3 separate regions of the Mus musculus genome follow, and regions 1 and 2 are each linked to region 3. Evidence: chromatin contacts called from public HiChIP or PLAC-seq data. All regions are on one chromosome and are shown on one strand. The core of a region is the stretch at or near the end of the contact, and the rest is flanking DNA. Distances in the headings are between cores, read along the strand shown.

Evidence for each region. HiChIP or PLAC-seq counts read pairs in DNA pulled down with a chosen protein or histone mark.
Region 1: an HNF4G HiChIP or PLAC-seq map of pancreatic cancer cells shows a contact between it and region 3. The contact joins two enhancer-like sites. A contact is called at or near these places in 2 of 115 datasets of contacts at active chromatin or transcription factors (embryonic stem cells and pancreatic cancer cells) and 1 of 9 other capture datasets (embryonic stem cells).
Region 2: a FOXA1 HiChIP or PLAC-seq map of pancreatic cancer cells shows a contact between it and region 3. The contact joins two enhancer-like sites.

Annotation. Positions count from the first base shown.
Region 1 is chr13:34,207,015-34,209,746 of GRCm38.p6, reverse strand. The region is part of intron 4 of Slc22a23 (solute carrier family 22, member 23); the gene reads left to right. Among named protein-coding and RNA genes, the nearest start is that of Gm52037, 10 kb to the right of the region's middle. Within about 2 kb of position 1,481, at least 18 of the 459 cell types and tissues checked have an H3K27ac peak or open chromatin away from gene starts, as enhancers often do. A contact at or near this core is called in pancreatic cancer cells, where this site is marked.
Region 2 is chr13:34,245,650-34,248,349 of GRCm38.p6, reverse strand. The region is part of intron 3 of Slc22a23 (solute carrier family 22, member 23); the gene reads left to right. Among named protein-coding and RNA genes, the nearest start is that of Gm52037, 49 kb to the right of the region's middle. Within about 2 kb of position 1,264, at least 46 of the 459 cell types and tissues checked have an H3K27ac peak or open chromatin away from gene starts, as enhancers often do. A contact at or near this core is called in pancreatic cancer cells, where this site is marked.
Region 3 is chr13:34,682,136-34,684,835 of GRCm38.p6, reverse strand. No RefSeq gene overlaps it. Among named protein-coding and RNA genes, the nearest start is that of Gm15908, 31 kb to the right of the region's middle. Within about 2 kb of position 1,380, at least 57 of the 459 cell types and tissues checked have an H3K27ac peak or open chromatin away from gene starts, as enhancers often do. A contact at or near this core is called in pancreatic cancer cells, where this site is marked.

The DNA of each region.
Region 1 (2,732 bases), core at 232-2,731, 480 kb after region 3:
AGATGAGGTCTTGCCAAATGATCCATCCTGGCCAGGAACTCACTATTCTAATCCGACCTAGCCTCCAGCTTGCTATCACCCTGCCTTGGCCTGGCAAGCGCTGAGATTATAGGTCTGCACCACTTTGTCTGTCAGAGTACCACATTTTCTGTATCACTTGCAAATGGTGTCAAATCAGTTCCCTGTACAGCTTTGCCCCTTTCATGCCCTGTGTACCTTCTGATTTCTATGGCTTGATAATCACTTCCACAGGAGGAAGAGTGAGAAAGTGGAGAATATTAACTGGGGTTTGTGGGTGGATGAGCACCAGCTGCATGCAATATAATGTTACAGATTATAGGTGTGTCTGTATGGGAGCTAAATCTCAGGTCTTTATCTGCTAAAGGCATGAACAGAGTAACATTTAGGGTCATGTCAATCCCTATGTATGCAGGGTTGGTCCACTGTAAAAAGGCTAATGTCAAAGACTTCGTGTGCCCTGCCTGAGCCTGCAGCACTCTGAGAATGCTGTGCACAGTGTGGCTGAGACTGTAGCACTATGAGGATGCTGGACACCAAGTGGCCTGAGCCTGTAGCAAGCACTATGAGGATGCTATGCACAATGTAGCATAGTTTTGCCTTTGAGAGGTGACTTTTAGCCTCAAATCTCAGCAGATAAGATGGGGGCTCTAGCTTGCCAAAGCTTCTGTGGCAGTCTACTGATCTCATTTCACAGATTCAGAGAAATTGAGACCCAGATGAATAACGGACTCATTTAACATCACAGCAACTTTCTGGTGTATTTCTACTATCATTTTCCCAGGGGATTATGGGACCTCAGTTCGTGAAGCACACTGGACACCTTTGAATAACTTCCAATTGTGTTTAATTCCATTCAGACCTTTGAGTCTGTTGCTGTTTCTTTATTTTCTTTGAGGACTCTCTAGATTTTTTTTAAGATTTTATCTATCTTGATTAGAATGGGTATTTTGCCTGAGTGTATCTCTGTGCATCACATGCATGTAGTACCCATAGAGGCCAGAAGAGGATGTTGGATCTCCTGAAAGTGGAGTTACAGATGATTGTTAGCGACCATGTGAGTGCTGGGAACTGAGCTCTGGTCCTTTGAAAGAGTGCTCTTAACCACTGAGCTATCCTGCCAGCCCCTCTAGAATTTTTTTTAACTGTTCCATACATGATCATACCCAGAGAGTCAACAACTAGAGCTAGAGTTATCTCTTTGAATCAGAAGTGCCCTGAGTTCCTTCTACACTCATTTTCGTATGCACATATGGAAAGGTCATCTCCATGAAGTTATACTGACCTTTTGTCCTCTCTGGGCTCGATTTTGTGTCCTGCCTGTATGCCTGCTTGGTCGAAGTTCCACACTGGGCTGGGACATAGGCAGTGGTGCAGTATGTGTTTAGTATGCTTTCCTTCCCAACAAAATAACTTCTTGCAGCCTAAAGTGTGGCTCTTTGCCCTAATGACTCCAACTGCTCCATACATGTTTATTCTGTGAATGATGTCACTGTTGAATCACAGGCAGGAAGGTGTGTCTGTGTACACGGGTATCGCCCTAAAATTAAACACTTTGCAAAACAAATAAAGGAAAGACTTAAGGGTACAACTAATTTAATAAAGCATTGGTGGTTTTATTTCCTTTCTGTACTTTATTTATGAGTAAATGTCCTAGTGCAGTGAATTAAACAGGACACACATGCTTTTTACTCAGAGAACTGCCCAATTGGCTTTTCACCAGCGTGTGTGTTTAATGAACTCTCCAAAAGGCAGCCCAAGCCTCTATTGAAATCAGTGTGAGGGTTCTTAAAAAGCTGCCAGTGCATAGCTATTATCTCTCCTGGGTGTGTACACTAGAAAGACCGAGTCAATGAACACAGAGACATGCACACCCAATGCTTACAGTAGCACAATAGCAAGATATGGAGTCTGTCTAGGTGCCCATCAATGGGTGAACTTAGAAATATGTTGTGTATATACACATGGAGTTTTAGCCATTTCTAAATGTTAGAAGTTCTAACATTTGCAGAAATGTGGATAAAACTGGAAGTCATCATCAGACTCAGAAAGATGAAGAGTGTGAATTTTCTCTCCTGTGTAGAATCTAGATTCAGGAGCAAGTAGGTAAGGCATTCAAACAGAAAGAAACTGCTTGGGAAAAGAAGCGAGGGGTGAGAAGGGGGATGAGGCATACGATCTAATGTGTGATGTATGTTAATGAAAGTGTTATAGTGAAATCCCTTCTTTTGTATAGTGATATATTAATGAACAAAAAAGGCTGTCCTGATAGGAAGCTGGTTGATATTAGATTCTCCCACTGGACAAGAAGACAATTCATTGCTTTTAAACCTTAATGATCATCCTTATACCATGTACCAGTTTTTTAAAATTTTAATCAGTTGTATATATTTATTACTACAAATTGAAATAACAAAATTTTCTTTATTGCAAATTTCCGAAAATGAGAAAAGTTCTAATTATTACCTTCTCATCAAACGACCCCAAATTCTGTTTTTATGTTCTTTCACATTACCGTATTTCATCTCAGACTTGAGACTTGTAAAGCACACGGACCACTTCAGAGTCATTGTGCTTGTTTGAATCAACTCAAGACATAAAAATATAAAGAAGTCATTTGCAAGCATCCAAACTGCTCACATTTCATGTAGAATTCCGGTGACAAGTTAGGAAAAGCTCACAGCACGTTCCCCCCCCTTCCTACCCTCCCCCCC
Region 2 (2,700 bases), core at 15-2,514, 440 kb after region 3:
TCACATGCACTGCTGTTCAGATGCAATAGCAGCCGGGACAGTCTGGAATGAAGCTAAAAGCTGTGTTCGTTCTAACAAAGCATTGTTTGTGAGGGCTAAAATCTTAATTCCATACAAGCTTCACAGCCCTTTAAAAGTGTCATGTCATTCTTAGCGCCAAGCTGGCCATGAATTGTACAAAAACAGGGCAGGGGGCAGGGGGCAGGGGTCGTTTCCTTAAGTTTCTGACCCTTCTTGACAGCAAGGTTATACAGCAGTCAGTCTACAACACATCCCAGAAGATTAAGGTTAGAGTCCACTTGATGCTTCTTGTTCGGTGTTTAAAAAACAAAAGCATTCCATGCATTGCACATAATACAGATTAAGAGTTTAATGAAGATGCACACGTGTGCCTGTGTCTCCAGTCACGATTATCATCTAGTGTCTGGAAAGAATCTTGCATCTGTGATGCTACCTCTTCCTCCGGATTGTTGAACACAGGCTTAGAAGTCTACGAAGAGTTAACACTCCCTGGTGGTGATCATCTCCATCATGTGATGGAGGAGTTAAAACCCCAGTATGGGTCCCTTCTTCAAAGGTTGTATGGGAGAGCATTAGAAGCAACAAACCTGTCCTCGTAAAGCATGCTAGAGTTCTTCCCACTTTCCCATTCAACTCATTTCTAAGTTGTTTCAAGAATTTCTCTTCTCCCCTCTCCCTTTCTATCTCCCCATACAGTGTGATATTTAAACTACTTGGTTGGTTGAATATTCAATATTCTCTGACAAACAGAAGCACAATGATATGTAGGAAGAGAGATGATGCATCCTAATATAATAAAAACAGCTTATACCAACATTGACAGGCTAACTACCAGCCAGGCTCTGAAGAGGTGCCGGGAGAGGAAAGAAAGGATATTCCTACCCTGTTTAGCACCTGCAGGGATACACTACAGATGATTCACATCAAAGAGAGAATACCCCAAATGCCAGGGGCCACAGGGCTGCCGTGTAGCTTCAGACCTGTGTTTTGATAGAAGAGTTGAGTCATTCCTTGGACTAGATTTAGACAGGAGAGGGAAATGCATTCAGGATTCCCACTAGCCAGTTCTGTGCTATTCAAGGCTTAGGGGACAAAACCCACCAGCACAGAGAACTGGGTGGGGAAAGATGACAGGTGGGAGAAGAGGCCAGAGGAAATCTTCCGTCTCCTAAGTTCTTGGGTAGAAAGCCCTGCTGTCCTTACAGCCAAGGCAGGAAACGTCATCCTTCCTTATTGACCTGCTCAGAGGAGACCTGGTGACTTTCATGTTTACCCAGGGGGAGCAGTTGTTTACTTTCCAGCGGGATAATGAGAGATTGGCTTCTATTTCTAGCCAGGTGATGAGGTTGGAGGAAGCAAGTGGAAGGGAAGAGGATCAGTTGGCTTCCCTCTGGAACAAGGATGCAAACCTTAGATAGTCAACTCCTGCCTCACCCTGGCTCTAGGTATGGGGACTTTTGGTCTGTAGCTCCTTGGGGAAAGGGCTGTCTCTTCATGATCAGGTGAAGACCCTTCCTGGGATACTAAATGACCTTTCCTGTGTGTGTGTGTGTGTGTGTGTGTGTGTGTGTGTGTGTGTGTGTGTGTGTATTTGGTCATCTCCTGGTTGGATCAGAGAAGTGAGTGTTGACTCACTGAGGCCCATGACCTCAGACAGGACCTACTGTGCCCTGCTATAAGACTAGACTCTCAGTGGAGAAGAGAACTACCAAGGAGACACAGTAGGTTTGCTCCTGAAAAGACTGTCTTAACTAAAATGTATCTGGTTAGTTGGAAGATGAGAAGACTGTAAGAGACTATTGCAGCTGGCTTAGTAAGAGGGGCAACAGCCCAGATGGGGGGTGGGGGGCAGGAGACTAGGAGGAGGAGAAAGAATAAGCAAGGTCTGGAGAGATAGGATCAGGAGAATAAAAGTAGGCTTGAGAAGAATCACAAGTGTCCCATAAGTATGAGGACTGAGTGGAGGGGCTCTTGTCCAAGAGAGGGACAGACAAGAGAGCAGCCCAGGAGACCCAGACAGACCCAAGCCATCTAAACAGAGGGCCAAGAGATCTGAAGAAAGCTTGACGTCCAGAAGACCCAGATAGAGAGGCAGGAGCCCCAAACAGAGAGCCATGACATTTGAGGACACCCTTCTGTGGTTGATCTCGTCCTGCTGCCTCTCACCAAGGGAAATGGTTGCTGAGCTCTGCCACTGGAGTCCTAGTGAGCACTCCATAGTTCTGCTGTTAGAAGTAAACGTCGCAGGAAACCTGGGTATGCAAGGCCCGGCAACTGCCAGTGCATCATCTGATGTGTGTTCTTTATGATAGCCATGGAGGTGCAAGAAGTAGAAGGATCCATCTGCACAAGGAGCCAGTGTCATGCAAAGGAAGCTGGTGTGCATGGGTGTGTGGTAGTGCGACTACAATGGGAAATGACCAGAGATCCAGCCTGACAGTGAGGGCTTCAATGGCATCACCTCCCAGCCAGACCTTGCAGGAACTCCTCGAGGAGGCAGTGTCTTCAATGACTGTGAGAAATGTTGACGGTGAGATTCTGAAAAATAAATGCAAGCTGATAATCGACCTTTTAAAAAATTCTTAAAGATCGGGAGGAAACCCGCAGTTTGAGCATGCTTAGATTGTTGATGGTTTCACACGTATTTTTATATTTCTGTATTGCCGTAAAGTTCCCACA
Region 3 (2,700 bases), core at 131-2,630:
ACGATGGACAACCAATAAAGAGTTTGGAACTAAGGATTGTCTCTTTCACCGAGAACCACCATGGGGAGCACGGAGGCCTTCATCTACAGAGCTACAGCTTAAATCTCCCATAGAAGGCCTCTCTGCACTTCCAGATAACTATAGATGCCTTTGCTGATGAGTTAGGCCGGAGCCCATCCTCTAGTTGACTAGAGGACACCTGGGCTAGTTGGCATCTTTAGCACGTGCGCCAAACGCCCCCCCCCCAACTCCCACGCTCCACCCCTCCATCACACACACTCTGCTCTCAACTCCTGTGAGTCAGCAGCAGCCAGGAGTTTGGGATCACCCAGTCCCAGCCTCATTGCAGCCTGTGGACTCCCGTCACTTCGTTCCCAACTTCTCTGTGGAGTTCTCTGGCGGCAACTGGAGACCCAGAAGTCAGGGAACCCCAACTTCGCGCCCCCATCACAGATGATTGAGTTTTCCCACCCCTGGTCTTACAACTGAGGTTTCCGGTGAGCTTAGTCAAGGTCCCCAGGGGCCGTGTCCAGTGGCGGGGCGGAAGGCGGGCCCATGTGAATCCCTGTGAGACTTTGGTGGTGTTCAAATCAGGAATCCACGCCCATCGTCTAAAACCAGCCAAGCAGGGTTGGGGATGTACTCAGTAGTTAGGCTTTGTACATCTCATGCTTAAGTCCCTAGATTCTACCCCAGTCAAACACATGTGTGCTCACGCACAAATAAAATAACCTACAAAAGAATGCAAAGGGAGGATATGATTTGCCGCTGATGTAACCTAGCTACCCTTCCTTAGCCGAACAGCTTCCTTTTTTTTTTTTTTTTTTTTTGCAAATGCTCTGACTTGAGGTCCACTCAGATGCAAATCTGGGCCACAAAAGTTAAAGGCTATGAAGCCTCTAACTAAGCTTGCTCAACCATAGAGCCTCACCCACAAATTTGACCTGTGCTTATTTCTGGAGCACAGTTTTGTTCTTCTACTTGTCCACACAGACTGCACGTTTGAGATTTCTGGCTGGTGGCATAATTAGCGCAAAGTGAGGGTATGGGTGTGTTCACCTAGGGAGACGTATCTGGCCTGTTATTTTCCAAGTCTGGAGCTGAGAGTGACTAGAGGCTTGGGTTAGGAAGTCAGGTTTTTTTTTTTCCGTCTAAAAATAGCATAAGAGGCTTCACTGGACGAGAAAGAGGTGTCCAGGGTCTGCATATCCAAATTTGGACTATAGGCACATACTAGGGCTGTTCTGGACAATGGCAGTTGTTTAGAGACTGCCATGTGATAAACCTTTCCTGGGAAGATGCCCCACCTATGCATCTACTCACCCCTCAAGACCAGTGGGATGACTGCATAGACATCCAACTCCGTGAATCACTGCGGTGAATCACTGCGGTTTTTCCCCGGAGTTACTTACAGGAGTGTGGTGAGGGGTGACTTACAGAAGTGAGGATCTCTCAAGGGCAACGTCAGCACCGAAAGCCCAGCCCCACCCCAAACAAGGGACCGCTGGAAAGCTACCACCCTGAGCTCTCTGCACAAAGTGCAGGCAGTTCCGCAGGTGGGAGAGATCTCCTCCAGGCAGCTTGGCTGGTCAGTCTCTTCCTCCTACAGTTGTTTTATTGTAGCTAGAAGACAGGGGAAGGACCTTCAAGAAGGTTGCAGGTTTCAGCTATCCTCCAAGTCTGAGTTTGTTTTCCTCATGAGTCTTATGAGCACCCCCTCCCTCATGGAGGGAATCTTTCAACCTAGTGGAAACTACCGTTTTCGGAGACCCTGCCCCTTCCTGCTACTGCATCAGGCTGTTTCCTTTGTTAGAACAATGGGATTACATGCCTTGCTTGGTTAGGGGAGCATCCAGTATCCCTGAGATCTTTGACATGTGTATATCCCTTCTCCTGGCCACTGTGGCGTCATTGAGACACCCTGTGTGTCATTCAAAGATTGCCCCCATTTCTGCTGTGTAGCTCATCTTAGAGGGTGAGCCAACACATCTCAACACAGCTTAAGAAATTGTTTATAGCGAAGGCCTGATGTTGAAGTCCTTTCCTGTGCCAGCATGGCTGTGCCTGAGAGTTAATCCCATGTGTGAAGATGTTCATTTCCAATATGTACAAGGTATTGGGCCCAGACCACCTCATGCTGTGAAAAATGGAGAGTGAATGTCCTTAAATGAATTCTATGTTAATACATTCTGTGATTTTTTTTTTAAATATGGGGTGACTGAATGGCTTGTCTCATAAGACAAGCTGAAGATAGCAAATGTGTGCAAGGTTTAAAGAAGGAGATGTGCAAGCAACCAACCAGAGATCCTCTGCTGGGGCCTTCTCACAGGAACACTTCCCCTCAAAGGAACACTGTTAGGGATTGCCAATACACCTAGGGAACTGCTTATTTGCTGTGTGACCTATGGTTTTGATTCCTATGCCTCAAATTACTTATTATAGAGTTAGAATATTAACAGTATTGCTATCTCATAGAGATAAGATCAGACCATCACCCTGGGCTTTGGGGGCACAGTGTAGGGCACATGCTTTAGTTGAATAACTGCCTCCTCTTATTATAGTCTACTCTTCCAGCGATAAAACTTGGCAAAAGCAACTAAATTAGGGCCTTCCCTCCTCCACCAGGGATGCTGACTGTGTCCATCCTTCATGAGTCTCAGAGGACCTTAAGTCTACAGAAATACTATCCAGAGGACATCT